Linked DNA regions of Mus musculus: regions 1 and 2 are each linked to region 3. A link is a contact called in public HiChIP or PLAC-seq data. All regions are on one chromosome and are shown on one strand. The core of a region is the stretch at or near the end of the contact, and the rest is flanking DNA. Distances in the headings are between cores, read along the strand shown. Region 1 has its middle 90 kb from the start of Spred2. Region 2 has its middle 37 kb from the start of Sertad2. Region 3 has its middle 12 kb from the start of Gm39604.

Evidence for each region. HiChIP or PLAC-seq counts read pairs in DNA pulled down with a chosen protein or histone mark.
Region 1: a FOXA1 HiChIP or PLAC-seq map of pancreatic cancer cells shows a contact between it and region 3. The contact joins two enhancer-like sites. A contact is called at or near these places in 17 of 39 promoter capture datasets (the 3T3-L1 cell line, 3T3-L1-derived adipocytes, the C10 cell line and 10 more), 1 of 15 datasets of contacts at CTCF or cohesin (the NIH/3T3 cell line), 20 of 484 Hi-C or Micro-C datasets (CD4 T cells, CD8 T cells, the G1E-ER4 cell line and 13 more) and 2 of 115 datasets of contacts at active chromatin or transcription factors (embryonic stem cells and pancreatic cancer cells).
Region 2: a contact with region 3 is called in a FOXA1 HiChIP or PLAC-seq map of pancreatic cancer cells. The contact joins two enhancer-like sites. A contact is called at or near these places in 4 of 39 promoter capture datasets (embryonic stem cells, liver, stem cell-derived epiblast-like cells and 1 more), 1 of 484 Hi-C or Micro-C datasets (the G1E-ER4 cell line), 1 of 115 datasets of contacts at active chromatin or transcription factors (pancreatic cancer cells) and 1 of 9 other capture datasets (embryonic stem cells).

Annotation. Positions count from the first base shown.
Region 1 is chr11:19,833,124-19,836,746 of GRCm38.p6, forward strand. No RefSeq gene overlaps it. Among named protein-coding and RNA genes, the nearest start is that of Spred2, 90 kb to the right of the region's middle. Within about 2 kb of position 2,213, at least 118 of the 459 cell types and tissues checked have an H3K27ac peak or open chromatin away from gene starts, as enhancers often do. A contact at or near this core is called in pancreatic cancer cells, where this site is marked.
Region 2 is chr11:20,593,347-20,596,867 of GRCm38.p6, forward strand. It overlaps a transcript of Sertad2 not described here. Among named protein-coding and RNA genes, the nearest start is that of Sertad2, 37 kb to the right of the region's middle. Within about 2 kb of position 2,240, at least 35 of the 459 cell types and tissues checked have an H3K27ac peak or open chromatin away from gene starts, as enhancers often do. A contact at or near this core is called in pancreatic cancer cells, where this site is marked.
Region 3 is chr11:20,264,840-20,268,361 of GRCm38.p6, forward strand. No RefSeq gene overlaps it. Among named protein-coding and RNA genes, the nearest start is that of Gm39604, 12 kb to the left of the region's middle. Within about 2 kb of position 2,257, at least 5 of the 459 cell types and tissues checked have an H3K27ac peak or open chromatin away from gene starts, as enhancers often do. A contact at or near this core is called in pancreatic cancer cells, where this site is marked.

The DNA.
Region 1 (3,623 bases), core at 963-3,462, 430 kb before region 3:
CTAATGCTAGTGAAGGAATTGGACTTGCCAGAGAGAACAAACACAAGTCAGCAAAGAGCAAAAGTCCCTTCTCCCGTGCCCTTTACATAGACTGTCCCCAGAAGGTGTCACCCAGATTAAAGTTCCACCTCAAAGATCTGGATCAAAGGTGGGTCTTCCTACTTCAATTATTTTTATTTAAAAAAAAAAATCTTGCCAGGCAGTGGTAGCTCATGCCTTAATCCCAGCACTCAGGAGGCCTAGGTGGGTAGATCTATGAGTTCAAGCCAGCCTGGTCTACAGAGTGAATTCCAGAATAGCCAGGGCTACACAGAGAAACCCTGTCTTGAAAAACAACAACAAACCAAATCCCTCTCAAGTGTACTCAACCACTTGGGCTTTGGTTAATTCCAGATGAAATCAAGATGACTTCCAAGAACAGCCATCGCAGTTAGAAGGATTGCTCTGTGAGACCTGGGAGTCTCTCTTCTCCAAAGTACCTTGGTCAAAGAGCCCTCAGCTCCCCCACAGAACCTCTGAGCAGGGAGGGACTCCTGGGACTGGAGGTAGGGGATTGCTCTGCAGAAATCTTCAAGTCAGTCATAAACAGTCTTTGAAGAGAAGGGACACAGCCCTGGGCTCTCTCAGTCTGAGTTTGGCATCCTTCCTGAATCAGGACCAGACTCTCCTCAAGTGGGAGGTTCACGGGAGAGAAACCAGCACACCTTTGGAACAGCATTCAGACCACAGATCTTGCCAGCACAGGACATGGCATGGGACCCCAGAGGAAAGTGTCCCCAGTGGATGCTGGCATTTGTTGAGGACAAAGGTTACCATCAAATACTGCCTTGGGAGACTCCCACCCAGTGCATAGAGACCAAGTTCCCTAGACAGAATGGCTGTCTTCAGACACATTCCCTGACTGGCCTCAGCTGTACCTGGACATCAAGACACTGTGCCTGGCACACACAATGCTCTCAACAGGGCTGGGGGAAGTCACTCAGGTGATGTCAAAGGCAGGCCACAGAAGGGAGAGGACACGGGTGGGTGCATGACTGCTATGCTTTGTAGCCCGGATGACCAAAGTGGCCCTGTCAGTGTTAGGGCTTGATGGTTCTTCTCTGATGGCTGCATTATGGGATCTGTAACTAGCATCCCAGATTCGACCCATTAAATAACAGTGAAGCCCCGTGAGCTATGGCAAATGTGTCTGCATCCATTAACAAGTCTGTATGGAGGAGAAATGGTGGCAATGTCGCCCCAGCTGGCAGTAGCTGGATTGTGGTGTTAACAGTGTCCAGTAGCCTCGGTAGCCCCGGCCTCCTCCCATGGCCTCAGACCCTGCACTCTGTGATTCCCCTGATCTCTTTCTCAAAAGGTTTCACTACTAAAACCTGTGGGCCTGCTTCCCTGTTCTTTCAAAATATGAGTGAATTCAAATTCAATTATTAATGACAAAAGATCCCATCTATTTACCTCCACACTCCCTCAATTGTTACTGGAGCTCTTAGAAGCAATCCTTTAGCAGGAATGCTGTGTCACAAAGACTCAAGACAGCACCGTCAGGGAGGAGGACAGTGACATTTTACGTGATCCGTGCTACAACAAGCAGCTGAGCACTTGGGCCTCAGCTCAGCGAGCTGGTGGTTCCCTCATGCCGGAGGCACAGAGGCCTGCACGGGTGCCCAGGCCGCCCTTGGAGGATGACTCAAAAACCATAAATGAGAATGTTGAAGGCTTGGGCCAGGAAGTTGCATAGCTGTAATCCCAGAAAGCTAAGGCAGGAGGATTATATAACCTAGGCTACATGGTGAACCAACCTCCACACCCCCGTGTGTGTGTGTGTGTGTGTGTGTGTGTGTGTGTGTGTGTGTGTGTGTTTGTGTGTGTGTGTGCGTGCATGTGTGTGTCCCTCTGTTCCCCTCAAAAAAGAAGGAAGGAAAAGAAAGATAAATAAGGAAAGGGGGAAGATTTTGAAGATTTTAAGCACTACCAAACCCAAGTCTCACCCTGAAACCGGTGTGTAGTCCCCACCTCCCGCTTTTCTCAGAGACCCCTGGCTGGCACCACAAAGGGGGTGAGGAACAAGGGGCCAGAGCCCAGGTCAAGAGCACACTCAGGAGATCTCTGCTGGCTTCCTGGCCTCCACAAGCTGGAGCAGCCTGTGACCTGGAGGCATTCCTCAGAAACAGTCACCAGCAGTGAGTCAGCTCAGCCGAGAGGCTCTAATGCAATTGCTTATTCACAACTACAGTTTTAGCACAATGGAGCACAGCTAAGAGCTCTGAGAAGCCCACCCACCTATGACATGCCAGTGAGCTGCTCAGCCCCCTCTGGTGGATGTCCTGTTAGTCACAGACAGCATCTGGCCCAGCTCCCCTATCTCCCCCCCTTTTGTATCTCCAGACATTTTACTAAACAGACACTGAGTCAGAATAAGTCGGTTTAGCAATTAAAATCTGTGTGGGGGCTGCCTCAGGGAGCATGTGGCGGGTCTGGAAATAAATATCCCTCCAGTATGGATCGTGCACACAGTGCAGAAGCCTAAATGTAATATGCATGAAGCTGCTCAGGGGCTGAGCCCACGATATGACTCCTCCTTTAGCAGGGATAGGAGGAGCTGCCATCCGCTTGCAAGGATGAATCGTGTGGTATAGGATGAACTGTCCTTAGGCAGAAAGAGCACTGTGATTCTGTCAAAGGAAACATGGACTTGACTCTGAAAGAAGAAAGTCCCACGAGGAACCTTGTTCAGGCAAGTTCAGCCTCAGACAACATCCATTACACTAAACCCAGGATGCTCAAAGAAACAGCCAGGTAGCCTGCACACACATTTCCAGCCCGTACTCTGGGTCTGGATCTATTTGGATACTTCTGGTAGGGGCCACAGAGACCACCTACAGCTCCAGATGGGAGAAAAAGCTGCCAATAACGGTGCCTCTGGTTGCAAGCCTGTTATCTGGCCAGCCACAGGGCCCTTCAGACTGGGTCACTTTTATCCTTTGCAGGTGAGAGCAGAGACACCTGGGAAACTGGAGGACTGCCTTTGCTTGCCAGTGTTCCCACTTAATGTCCACAAGGACCACCCACTCTGCTACAAAGTTCCTGGATTACAGGCTGTACCCTGGGCAGCTGGTGCAAACATCTGGCACCTGGGATATAGGCAGATTGTCAGATGTGCACACTCTTTCAGTCACCTGCCATCCCCACCCCCACCCCCACCCCATCTCCTTGAATCTCTTCCCCAGCCACCTCCTCTTAGCAGCAGCATAGACCTGCAATGTCAAAGGCAGCAAGCCCAGGCAAGACAGTGCCCTCCACACACCGCCTTTTCTGCACACTCTTGTAAGCCAAAGAGGGGCAACACATGGCCAAACGTCCCTGTTGCAAGATTCTGCTACACCAGTGGTTCATTCTTACGTCACAGACTCTTCTGAGAAGATAGTGAAAGCCAAAGATTCTTTGCCCAGGAAGAGAAAAAAAAAAAAAAGCATTTTCTCTTGGTACTGAAGAGGTGGCTCAGCGGTTAAGAGCACTGACTTCTTTTCCAAAGGTCCCGAGTACAAGTCCCAGCAACTACATGGCAGCTCACAACCATCTGTGATGAGGTCTGACAGCCTTGTCCGGTGTGTCTGAAGACAGCT
Region 2 (3,521 bases), core at 990-3,489, 330 kb after region 3:
TGCCCTTTTCTGAAGAAGAAAAGGAGGAGGAGTGGATTGGGGGTGGGGGCAGGGGTGGAGATGCTGGGAGGAGAGGAGGAAAAGTGCACTTGGGATATAATGTATGAGAGAATAGTGATGATGATGAAGAAGGAAGAGGAGAAAGAGGAGAAGAAGAAAATTATGAAGACTATGTCCTCAGATTACACTGTCTTTAAGAAGTAGACTTCTCTCCTTGAGTATGTATTGGACTTTGTATCTGATGAGGAGCAGTTAAAGATCCTGGGACAGAGAGATGGGCCAGTGGCTAAGAGCACCTACAGCTGTTTCAGGGGAGTTCACTTGCTGGCACCCATGTTGGGTGGCAGCTCTGGAAGGGTCCAGGGGGACCTGATGCCTCTGGCTACCTTGGGCACTAGCACACACTCATGCACAGATACACATAAATAAAAATGAGAAAAACAAATCTTTTAAGAAAGGTGCCATAACTTCCAATTTGGCTGCTCCCTTTGGAGCCATTCATACTGGTGGAAGTTCCGTGCTTCTTGGTTTTGTGTAATGAATTTTCACATTTCTCAGGTCATTCTTATTATGTGTCTCACCCTTCCCACCCCTGCCACCTCTACCTTGCTGCACTAGTCTTGGATTTTTCTTCAAAGTACTAATCATCTTGTGGGGGTGGGGGGAGCTTTTTTTTTTTTTTTTTTTTTTTTTTTTGGTCAAGGCTTATTTGACTGATGGCATTGTTCAAATGAATTTTGTGAAATCTGTAAAAATTTCTAGTAAAATACCTTTCTTCATCCTGGGCCATAAATAGTGAGATTAACTTTAGCACTAATGTTGAACTAAGGAATTCATGTTATTGGAGTCCACAGAGAGTGACCATCACCCTTGCACCTTGCAGCTAAATGATGTAGAACATGTTTTTGTTGTAGTTTAGTAATTCTATGGAGACAGACAAAGGTTTACTCTTACTCGGTCACATTGCCTAAGAGGAGGGTGGGGAAGCTCAGCCTGTGCTGGTGTTGGAATGTGGGGGTGAATGTGGTAGGAATTGTCCCTTACACGACAAAGCTGTTCCTTTCCTAGAGACAGCTTGTGTCTCCTGTCCCTTCTGTGGCCCGTACATTTGCATTGCCAGTGACCTGCCTGCACGGTGGAGCTGATGGCACGTGCGCTGTGTGCTGTAAGCTGCACTTACGCTTTCTGCACTTAGCAGAATAATTGGAATATGGCTGGTATCGACAAACATTTGTCCACTGGATCAGCTAAACCACAACAGGGTCTCACCGCTTCCTCAGGGTAGTGGCAGGAAATTCCAAAGCAGGAGCCCAGAATAGGCCCTGGCAAAAGTTTCCACTGACGGGGGCCCTGATGGCCACCGTCTGAGCACGCCTGTTTCCCGTCCAGCACTTTGCACATGGCACAGAGGCTCCATGGGAGTCTGTGCCGTAGAGGTTCTTCTTTCCATGGCCTGAGGAAGGTGCAGGGCTGAAGGGCAGTCATTTGGAAAGAAACTGCACAGGTTAATGTTGGAAGGTACCGATTTTTACTTCTGAAAAGGGTAGGCATTTCTGTAACACACATACACTCGAGTGTGCACACAGACACACACACACACACACCCGTCCCCACTGCCCCCACTTTGGTTTCTTCCTATTACATCCTGTCTAAACACCAAGTGCAAAGATTTCAACCCTGCCAATGTGAAAACCTGCGAGTTGGATGAGTCATGGATGGATTGTACAGTATACAAATTCTTTCTCAATGGAATTATTTACAAATGCTTCTCTCTCACACACAGACACACCGAGAGAGACAGAGAGAGAGAACATACAAGCAAGCGAGCGAGCGAGCACTGGTCACTCTGTGTGTATGAGAGTTTGGAGGTAGGAATTGCAAGGAGACTGGCTGTTTTTGTTTATACTGCTCATGAATATTATAGCATTTTGTAAATCTCACAGATTTCATACTCTTCTTAATCAAAATACAGTAACATTGTTTGATTGAAGAGAGTATGAAATGTATATGATTGTATAATATAGACTATTACTTTGAAATGAAATCCTTGGTTCAAAGGATTAAAAAAAATTAATTATTTGAGCAACTTTCAAAGACCCGTTGCTAATATACAAACTGTAGGTATAAGCAAAGGCATTTTCTTTTTAAGATCACGGATACACTCTTAGTCATATCTACTTCACTTTCTCCCCTCACTCCCCTCCACTCTCCTCCCGACGTGTCACCTTCTCACCTTCATGTCTGTTCTTGTTCTTTGGGGTGGGGTTGAGGGTGAGGCAGACCACGGAGTCCGGCTAACGCAGCCTGCTAGATAGTGGCTAATCTTGTTGGCATGCTCTTCTGCGTGTCTTGTGCAGGCGATGGTGTTACGTTCAGAAGGCAACACTTTCCATCTCTAGCTCCTCTGTTCTTTCTGCCTCCGCTTTCAGGATGTCCCCGTGCCTTACAGGGGGTTGATACAGACGTTCTATTTAGAGCTGTCTCTAAATTTGACAGTCTTTTTTTTTTTTTTTTTTTTTTCCATTTTTTATTAGGTATTTAGCTCATTTACATTTCCAATGCTATACCAAAAGTCCCCCATACCCACCCACCCCCACTCCCCTACCTGCCCACTCCCCCTTTTTGGCCCTGGCGTTCCCCTGTTCTGGGGCATATAAAGTTTGTGTGTCCAATGGGCCTCTCTTTCCAGTGATGGCCGACTAGGCCATCTTTTGATACATATGCAGCTAGAGTCAAGAGCTCCGGGGTACTGGTTAGTTCATAATGTTGATCCACCTATAGGGTTGCAGATCCCTTTAGCTCCTTGGGTACTTTCTCTAGCTCCTCCATTGGGAGCCCTGTGATCCATCCATTAGCTGACTGTGGGCATCCACTTCTGTGTTTGCTAGGCCCCGGCATAGTCTCACAAGAGACAGCTACATCTGGGTCCTTTCGATAAAATCTTGCTAGTGTATGCAATGGTGTCAGCGTTTGGATGCTGATTATGGGGTGGATCCCTGGATAAGGCAGTCTCTACATGGTCCACCCTTTAATCTCAGCTCCAAACTTTGTCTCTGTAACTCCTTCCAAGGGTGATTTGTTCCCACTTCTAAGGAGGGGCATAGTGTCCACACTTCAGTCTTCATTTTTCTTGAGTTTCATGTCTTTAGGAAATTGTAACTTATATCTTGGGTATCCTAGGTTTTGGGCTAATATCCACTTATCAGTGAGTACATATTGTGTGAGTTCCTTTGTGAATGTGTTACCTCACTCAGGATGATGCCCTCCAGGTCCATCCATTTGGCTAGGAATTTCATAAATTCATTCTTTTTAATAGCTGAGTAGTACTCCAAAACCAAATTCTCACATTATCTCTCCACGAATCCAGCCCTTCAAAGGGTAATAACAGAAAAAAACCAATACAAGAACGGGAACAATGCCCTAGAAAAAACAAGAAGGTAATCCCTCAACAAACCTAAAAGAAGACAGCCACAAGAACAGAATGCCAACTTTAACAACAAAAATAACAGGAAGCAACAATT
Region 3 (3,522 bases), core at 1,007-3,506:
TCTCCTGGGAGTGGGGGTGGGGCTCTTGCAGGCCCCAATGCTAAACAGGGAGAGTTTTCTTTCTCGGGACAATTAAACTCTACTGCTCTGAAAACAGACATTGTGAGACCAGATAACAAGGTGGAGTCAAATTCTATAGACAATTTAAAAAGCTAAAAAGGGGCCAAAACCAAATATTTTGACAAACTTCAATAGAGGATCAAAGGCCCAAGCTAAGAATATTAGTAAACAATATTGAAATTAAAGGAATGGTTAACAATGAAGCAGATGTCACATTATCACTCCAAAATTTTAGTCTATAGGTTAGCCACTTCAAGAAGTAGACATCCAATTTCAAGGAGTTGGAGCTTTATTCCAAATAAAGCAAATGATTTAGTATATAGGACCTGAAAGTCAAATAGGAAAATTAAAGTCATAGATGGCCGATATAGCCATAAACTTATGGGGAAGAGATCTGTTACAGTAGTGGAAAATGCAAATTAATATCCTTTCAGTTTGCAAAACCAGTCAGGATCCTAATAAAAACATCAAATTAGTTAAGGAATGTTATCAAAGACAGTTACAGACTGTCCAGGCTGTCCATAAATAAGATACAGCAGAGGCTGACAATTCAGCTCGACCTCAAAGAGCCACTGCTGATAAGACACCAACAGCCTTACCACTAAGGTGGCTGACTGACCAATCCATTTGAATTGGTCAATGGTATATGACAAAAGAAAAACACAGGCACTAGAACAGCTAGTCCAGGAACAGCTAGAGGCTCAATATACAGAAGAGTCCACCAGCCCTTGGAATTCTCCAGTATTTGTCATTAAAAAGAAGTCTGGCCAATGAAAGATGTTGACAGATCTCAGAGCAATCAATAAGATTATTCAGCCAATGGGTTCCCTGCAGCCTGGAACTGCATTGCCTTTCTTGTTGCCTAAGGAATGGCCTATCATAGTGATTGATCTAAAAGATTGTTTTTTTTTTTTTTTCACAATTCCTTTATATGAACATGATAAGGAAAGGTTGGTTTTCTCAGTACCTACCTTTAATAGAGGTTGGACAATAAAAAGATATCATTGGAAAGTCCTGCCACAAAGAATGTTAAATAGCCCTACCTCATGTCAGTATTTTGTATAACAGCCATTATAGATGATTCATAAACAATTTCCTTAATACATTATTTATTATTATATAGATGATATCATACTGACTGATTAAGATATAAATATCCTAAAAAGAATGTTAGATGAAGAAAAGCAAACAAAGGGCTGGAGAGATGGCTCAGGGGTTAAGAGCACTGACTGCTCTTCCAGAGGTCCTGAGTTCAATTCCCAGCAACGACATGGTGGCTCACAACCATCTGTAATGGGATCCAATGCCCTCTTCTGGTGTGTCTGAAGATATCAACTGTGTACTCATATAATAAATAAATAAATCTTAAAAAATAAAAACAAACAAACGAACAAGCAACCCCTTCTAAAAATCCCTGCCTTGACTTTCTGGTAATTATAAATCATCCCTGAAAAGACACAAGAGAGGATTACATTAATTATCTAGTATATAGAATAAGTCTATAAAAGGGTAGGCCACAAAAGGTGCAAATCAGAAAAAAAAAAAAAACCAATTAAAGATTCTTAATGATTTTCAGAAGCTACTAGAAGATATTAACTGGCTGTGACCTGCAATTGGCTTGGCTACTCAAGAGGTAAACAATTTATTTCAAAACTTACAAGTTGATAAAGATTTAAATAGCCTGAGAAAATTATCTGCCAAGGCTGAAAAAGAGTTCGCTTTGGTAGAAAGTAAATTTCAGGATACACATCTAGATCATATTAATCCAAAGATGGCCTGCATCTTAGTTATTTTGCCTTCTACTCATTCCCCTACAGGAATTCTCAGGCAGAGGCAAGATTATATCTTAAAATGAATATTTTAAACACAGAAACAGTAAGAAATTAAAAACCTACATAGCAAAGTTTTCTAAATTGATGCTAAAAGGAAAAATGAGACGTTGACAGTTAGCTGTAATGGATCCAGCTAAAATTGTTGTACCTTTTATGAATATAGAGATTGTCTTGTTATGGACACAAGATAAAAATTGACAAATAGTCCCTATAAATCAGTTCAATTATATACAATACTTATGATGTTATCGGATTTTCAAGAGCCTCTTAATATAGTAACTGACTCTCCATATACAAAAGGGTTGTTTTGCACATAGAGACTGCTAAACTTACTCAGGATGACTCTAAATTGACTCACTGTTTATTCAGCCACAACAAATAATCAAGACTAGGAGTCATCCACTATATATATCCCACATGAGATCCCATACAGGTCTGCCAGGCCCTCCGGCACAAGGTAATAATAAAATTGATCACCTATTGATTGGAAGTGTATTAGACGCTTCAAAATGCCATTAAAAAACATGTTAACAGTAAATGTTTAAAGGAAGAATTCCCTATCACCTGGCAACAAGCCAAGAAAATTGTGAGACAATGTGCTACTTACATTATATAACCAAACTCCATTACCTACATGAATTAACCCTAAAGGTACTCAAAGAAGTGAAATTTGGCAATAGATATATTCAGTTTAGTAAACTGAGATATGTGCATCATACAATAGACACATATTCAAGATTTCAATGGGCAACTGCCTTAACTTCAGAAAAGGTTGATTCTATAATTACACATTTGTTAGAAGTTATGGCCATTATATACCCATACAAATTAAAACGAACAATGGTCTGGCATATGTATCTAATAAAATAAAACAAATTTTAAACGTAATATAATATAAAACAAAAGGGGGCAATGAAGATCTCTAAAGATATATTATATAGTACTTTATTTTTTAAAGATTTATTTATTTAATGTAGCTACACTGTCACTCTTGGGACACACCAGAAGAGAGCATCAGATCCCATTACAGATGGCTGTGAGCCACCATTTGTTGCTGGGAATTGAACTCAGGACCTCTGGAAGAGCAATTGGTGCTCTAAATCACTGAGCCATCTCTCCAGCCCTATATAGTACTTTATTAACCTTAAAATTTTTAAGTGCTAATGAACAAAAAACTATGGCTATTAAGAGACATTAGATTGTGGGAAAATCTACTAAACTAAATCAGCCTGCTTATTTTAAGGATGTTCTAACATCAGAATAGAAAACAAGAAATGTGGTACTCTGGGGGAGAGGTTATGCCTATGTTTCCACAGGAAAAGAAAAGGTATGGGTTTCTTTCAAGTTGATAAAAATCAGACATGACAAAGAGAGACCCCCCCCTAAAGATTTTGGCTATGGACAAGAAGGAGACTAACAAGATCAACAAGATAAGTGATGTATATGTACACAGAGGCAGCTCTGGGGCCAGCTGAGACTTAAATGTCTATATTCAGCCAATAACTCTTATTGGGAACAAAAATTCTCATGACTTATTATTACATACCATCCTTTAAGATGACATAAATGGAAATTTATATTGTGGTTTGATTATGTGATCAAACTATCTATCCTCTAAAGCAGGGCAGTT